Regions from separate parts of the Zea mays genome. Here region 2 is linked to region 1. A link is a contact called in public Hi-C data. All regions are on one chromosome and are shown on one strand. Each heading gives the region's core, a stretch centred on a gene start, on an enhancer-like site or on the middle of the called end of the contact. The rest is flanking DNA. Distances are from core to core; before and after follow the strand shown. Region 1 has its middle 28 kb from the start of LOC100274211. Region 2 holds the start of LOC100280710.

The links. Hi-C and Micro-C count contacts between places; a contact is called where the count stands out from the background.
Region 2: a Hi-C map of ear shows a contact between it and region 1, with 2.5 times the contacts expected there. The contact joins the promoter of LOC100280710 here to the enhancer-like site in region 1. A contact is called at or near these places in 3 of 25 Hi-C or Micro-C datasets (ear, leaf and tassel).

The regions. Positions count from the first base shown.
Region 1 is chr3:48,794,481-48,797,431 of Zm-B73-REFERENCE-NAM-5.0, forward strand. No RefSeq gene overlaps it. Among protein-coding and RNA genes, the nearest start is that of LOC100274211, 28 kb to the left of the region's middle. Within about 2 kb of position 1,506, at least 17 of the 20 cell types and tissues checked have an H3K27ac peak or open chromatin away from gene starts, as enhancers often do. A contact at or near this core is called in ear, leaf and tassel, where this site is marked.
Region 2 is chr3:48,923,114-48,926,031 of Zm-B73-REFERENCE-NAM-5.0, forward strand. It overlaps LOC100280710, which reads right to left and starts at 1,593. Exons shown (of 3, transcript NM_001153629.2): 1 at 1,153-1,593; 2 at 859-988; 3 at 1-741. The coding sequence starts at 1,285.

The DNA.
Region 1 (2,951 bases), core at 256-2,755:
TTCAGGTGCTCCGAATAAATGATAGAACCACCTTCGTCCTGGAAACATACATGAATATGGATTCAGAAGCTTCAGTTCTATGGTCCAGGTATGAAACTCTCGATCGATCGGATGGAGGAGGCTTTCGGTTGATCAGATGAAGGGGAACTCTGAATACTTTCTCAACATGACTATAAGGAAAAATACGGTGGTGCCCATAGTGAGTTTCGTAGGTTGTGTATAGGAACTGAGGGTATGGTTGTAATTTCATACAAAATTGTACATCGAACTGTCACTATAAATAGAGGCACAATGCCATGCACGACTCCATTGCTGGAGAACGAAATCGATCCACCTCCAAAGATATGATGCCTTGTCACATTCGAATTGTTGTCACAATCTTCTTTAAAGGTATAATTGTAATCATTTGTAATCAGGAAGGGATAGTAAAAAGAGTGTATCAATAAGAAATTGTCTTGAGTATCTTTATCTATCTTGCTTTTTTTTAAATGTAAAGATCTTCTTCCTTCAGTCTGTCTCTCATGGAATATGTTTGAAGGATGAAGGCCTAATACTTTTAATTGTGTTTCCACATGAATCTTAACATGTTACAGCACCTAGACCGTCTTCTTGGCCTGCGTGGCGGCTCAGCCGGACACAATTAAATTTCTTATTTTGAAATTATTTGTAAATATATATATTTATAATATCGATCATTTGTATAACACAACTGAACATAGGTGCATTACACCTTTTTGCACGGGGATTTCTAGAGGGGGGAGACGTTGTTTCGCTGGGTGGGGAGGTGATTGCGTGGAGATGACTATATAACATGTTGGGTGGAAACTGATATTCTTGCATTTCTCTATATCCAGTTTTTAGGTTAGATGATTTGGATATTACGTGTTATTTCTATGCAAATTGAGGGGCAGGGGTTTTAAAAAAATATTTATGTAAAATAAAAAGAGAAACCGATAAATAGATTTTCTGATAAATGTATATGATAAACATGTTTATCGGTGACCTCCGGCTTCCCTGGTCGCCCGTTCTTGTATATAGGTTGCGATACCGTTATGCAATATATGAGCCAGCTGAATTTGGAGGTTTTTCGATCCGTGCGAGAAAGTCCCTTATATCAAGCGCAGTGTTGGACGCTGTCTTAGCCCACGCGGCTCGAGATTGTTTTTTAGGTAAATTTTGTCAACAGAAAACACTCAAACAAATCCACAGGATCAACCAGATTAGAGAGAGTACTGGCGGAGAAGGAACCGAGGCCGTACGTGCAGCGCTGTAGACTGTAGTCCTGAACGCTGGAGTGGCTGGCTGAGAGCGGCCCCGGCTGTCTCTGCCGACGTGGCCCGACGAGGGGCACGCCAAATGGACAGGGTCCCTTTCGGGGGCCGGCAGCAGGGCCCCGCCTAGACAGGTGGCGCCGTCCAGGAATCGGCCAGGTCAATGCATCTGTGTGGCCGAGGCCCCCGGGTTCAGGGCAGGGTCGGCGCCTGCCGCGTGGACGTGGATCACCTGGAATTAATTAGGCTCTGAGAAGATCGTCAGTACTACTACTTACTAACTACTAGGACTGGTACATACTCCAGTCCATGCAGAGGAGTCAGGTCTTGGCGTCTTCTTCTTCCTTTCCGCGAAACCGGCCTTGGTGTTCCAACGACAACTGCTGAGCGTGCTCTGGAGCGTACTACTAGCAGGAAGGAGTACGTTGTTCCCTTACCTTTCCCTGCGATGTGGAGCATTGCTAACCTAGCATTGCTGGCAGTACTTTGTGCTCGGCACGTGCGCGCGATTAGTCCCCCACGCCTCTCTTCTCGCTATTAATGTGAGTTAATTCGAGGGGCGGTGACGTGACGAGCTTCACCTGTAGCAAGCGAAGCTGCTGAGGAACGAAGGAGCCACCGACCCGTTCTAGCGCTGAGCTCTTTGATTAGAATCGGGTTCTAGTATTATTTATTTTTTGAACTAAAATTATTTAATGACTAACTTATTATTAAAAAAATATTTGCATCGTGATTTATTACCATCTCTATTTAGCATAAATTTGCATCTTAAACATCATTAGCTACTAAGTATGTGGGACCTAACTATAAGCCACTAGGGGTGGGCACTTTTTTACCATAAACCGAAAACCGAACCAAACCAAAATTTTGGTTTTTTCGGTAGTTCGGTTCGGTTTCGGTTTTTGTATCTCAAAAGTTCGGTTTTCGGTATCGTAATCGGTTTTCACCGTATACCAAACCGAAATACAAAAAAAACCGAATTACCTAACTTTATCAATTCTAAAATTTGGCTATTCGATTATATATGTGAACTAAATGTGTGAAACAATTAAATTGTTATTCACTTATTTATATGTGATGTATGATGAATCTCTAAATATTTGTACCTATACAATTTTTACTTTTTAAATTATGTGTAATCTATCATATAAACTTTTTGTATGTGTTGTCGTGAGTACAAGTTTGGTATTCGGTTTTTACTGAAAAACCAAATTAAAAAACCGAAACCGAACTTCTCGGTTTTTCATTTTCAAGAAAACCGATCGGTTTCTAATGTCTAGAAAACCGAAGTTTTTTAAAACCGAACCGAAGTTTCAAAAAAACCCGAATGCTCAGCCCTATAAGCCACTTCCATCCCTTCTTCTACCTCCGGTCGTTGACGAGAGACGTATACATGGTGCGTTGAGTTAGGCCACACCGCACGTCCCCACCGCCCCACTGTCTCGCCCCTGGCGGCCAGCGCCCCTTCCCACGTTGTGTTGGAATTAGGCCCACTAGTGAGTGGTCTAATTTAATAAGGAAACTAAGGTACTGTGTAGAGATGATATGGGGCTTTAGTCTCATATTGCTCATCTAGGTAGGAGAGAACTAACTTATATATGGGAGTGTTCCCTAATCTTTCACATGAGACAAATAAAGGGCAATGGAGGCTGCCACACACGCGCGCTCGTGTTTCACGTT
Region 2 (2,918 bases), core at 343-2,842, 130 kb after region 1:
GGGAAAACACTACTCTCCAGAAGCGAGCTTGTGCTTTGCAGCTCAAATCCCAAGCCGTTGCTTCCGCTGCTTCCTCTACTGCTGCAGCTGCTAGGATTAGCAGTGTCCCAGTAGAACTGGGTGCTCTGAATACCAGTGCCTCCCGAGTGTGGGTTGTCTGGTGACCTATTGAGCCCTGTTGATGTTGAGAGAGTTGATGGCGAAACTGGTGGCATCACAGTGGAAATGGTGCTGCCACTTGTCTCATTGTGGTTAAACCAGAGTGAATTGTTACTAGCACCATTCTTGTTGCCAAATTCATTGCTGTAGCACATGAGCTGTTGGAAAGGGAAATTTGGAACTGGGCCTGCTGTGCGGCAGCCAGTGAGGTTCTCATGACCAGAAACCAGCTGGTCAAGGAACAACTCCTTGGGCGGCACCCTTAGATGTGCGAGGCTAGTAGTTTCTCTGCGATGCTTACCGAGCGCTGGCAGCTGTGGTGATTGTGCTGTCTCGCTGAGAAGAAGATGGCTCGAGTTGCCAAGTGCGCCGCCACTTGAAGGGTCAACATCACTGGACTCAGAGGTCCTCTCGGTACTGGTCGTTGGAGCTGCTTTGCTGCGTTCAACCTCGACAAGGAGCGGCTTGTGGGTGTTGGGGTCAATGCCTTTCTGCCGGAGCTTCTTCTTGATGCTCGAGTTCCAGAGATTCTTAATCTCGTTGTCAGTTCTTCCAGGCAACCTTGTTGCAATCTGAGACCACCTGTCCATGGATGTGGAAAAAAAAAGAAAAAGGCCTGGTTAAAAGAAAGCTTGCTTGGAAGCAATCGGCCTGTGCAAAATTCTGTGTCTGTGATGATTTTGGGCTTAGCTTTTTTACCTGTTCCCCAGTACAGCATGAAGTTCGACGATGAGGTCTTCCTCCTCCTCAGAGAATGCGCCTCTTTTAAGGTCAGGCCTCAGGTAATTTATCCACCTCAGCCTGCAGCTCTTGCCACACCTCTGAAGCCCTGCCACCATTAATTAATTAATTAATCAATCAATTGAGCAGGTACGAGAGGAGGAGTTGGGAGAAAGAAGTAGCCTTGGAGAAGGAGCAGGAAACAGTGGAGATGGACAATTGAGAAGGTAGAGCAAAGCGTGCAGGATTTGATTTTGATTTTGATGGTTGTACCTGCAAGCTTGGGGACAGTGCTCCAGCAGCCATGCCCGTGCTTGGTTATGTGGTTCATGAGCTTCTCATCTTCCTCAGGAGACCAGAGCCCCTTCCTCAGCTTCTGCTTGTAACAGCAGGAGTGCCTCCCCATTGAAAGCAATGCTGAGACTGGAAGCTGCGCTCTGCAATCTGCACAGCCCACACACGGCTCTAGCTTGAGGAGCAGCAGCAGCAGCCAGCAGCACGGGTATCCTTCACAGGTAGCCGCCCTCTGGTTCTAAGAACCCCCTCCTCTTCAACGAATTATTATGGCTCTAGGGCGGGATGATCGTGGAGGAGCTCCTACAGTGGTGGCGTGTGGTAGATAGAGGTGGTGGAGCTTGTGTCGGGTAGGGGAAGAGAACGGCAGCAGCGCTAGTGGCTACTACTGATTACCAGGATTAGGGAGAAGAGAACGGTAGGGTTAAGGGCCACTCTCTTCTCCTTCTTTTAAAGCTCGTGGCTGTGGGAGCGTCTTAGCCTTTCCCTTTGCTTCTCTGTAGAAAACGTGTGTCCTTGTGTCTTATCAGCGCCTCCCCTAGAATTTGTGTCCCTTCATCAACCGTCGGTGGGCTTCAGAGCCCCCCCTGCTGGTACGCTATTACTGCAACGTCACTACCATAAACTACTACAAGGAACTCCCGACAGTTCGTCCTTCCTATATCAAGAAATATTGTTACTTTGTACTCAAGCCAGCTAAGTAAAAAAGATTACACGATTGGGAAAAGGATTGATGCTCAATTTTCTTTTTTGTCTTTTTTTTTTTGGTACTCTGAATGAGTGTGACCTGAAGCAGGGAAACTACACAACCGGGAAAACTTCTCACTCATCAAAACATGTACGCTAGGGTCTCTAGCACCGTCGTCTGTTGTCGCAGAGAGACAACTCTGGGTCACTTGTTACCTGGAGCCAATAATTAGGATGCCGGATCAAAAGCATTTTGCGTTGCAGAGGAACACGGAGCATCTTCCTTTTCCCTCTGTGTCGTGTCGTCCATCCAGCCAGCGAAGCAAATTTTTTTTTCTTTAGGACCCCGAGGGTCTCCAATCAGAAACCTCTTGTCCAATCCCAAAGACGTTCGCAATCAGCCGAGAGAATCGGACCTCCGATCTGTACAGATGATTGCATCGGCTGTGGCTAGAGGTATGTTGGTTGGTTGTTTTTTTTTATGGTTCTGGCGCGAAAACTTCCACGCGATGCCGTGCCTCGGAGACAGGACACACTAGCTAGCTAGGGGTATAATAGTCTGGATGAGGTGCGCCGTGCGCGCGGCTAACCCTAGCTAGCGTTTTGTTTGTTGTATTCCTCCCTCCCCTGCCTGCCTGTCTGCTGGAAGAGGCGTGCGTCCTCCTGGTGTGGTTCATGACGCGATGATTGGAAGATGCAATGCAACGCAACGGGCATCCTCATAGCGCCCCCATGTGCCTGCGGATACCGTTCCGATTAGAAAAAAAGGCAGGACCACGATTATCGTTGATTGAGCGTTTTTTTATAATAATAATAATCATATGGTGATCTGTACAGCTCCTGCTTTTCATTGATGCTCAGAAGCTTCCTTATGCTCTCTCTCTCTCTCTCTCTCTCTCTCTCTCTCTCTCTCTTGTCTCGTCAAGATTTTTCTGGGGGTTTCGTTTCGTTTCGTAGCCTTGCGGGTTTTGCCGGAAGCGAGGCGAACGAATAGGAAATGCGACGCGTGCTTGTTACCGGGGATTAGAACTGGTCTGCGTAAGATTTCTCGTAATTCT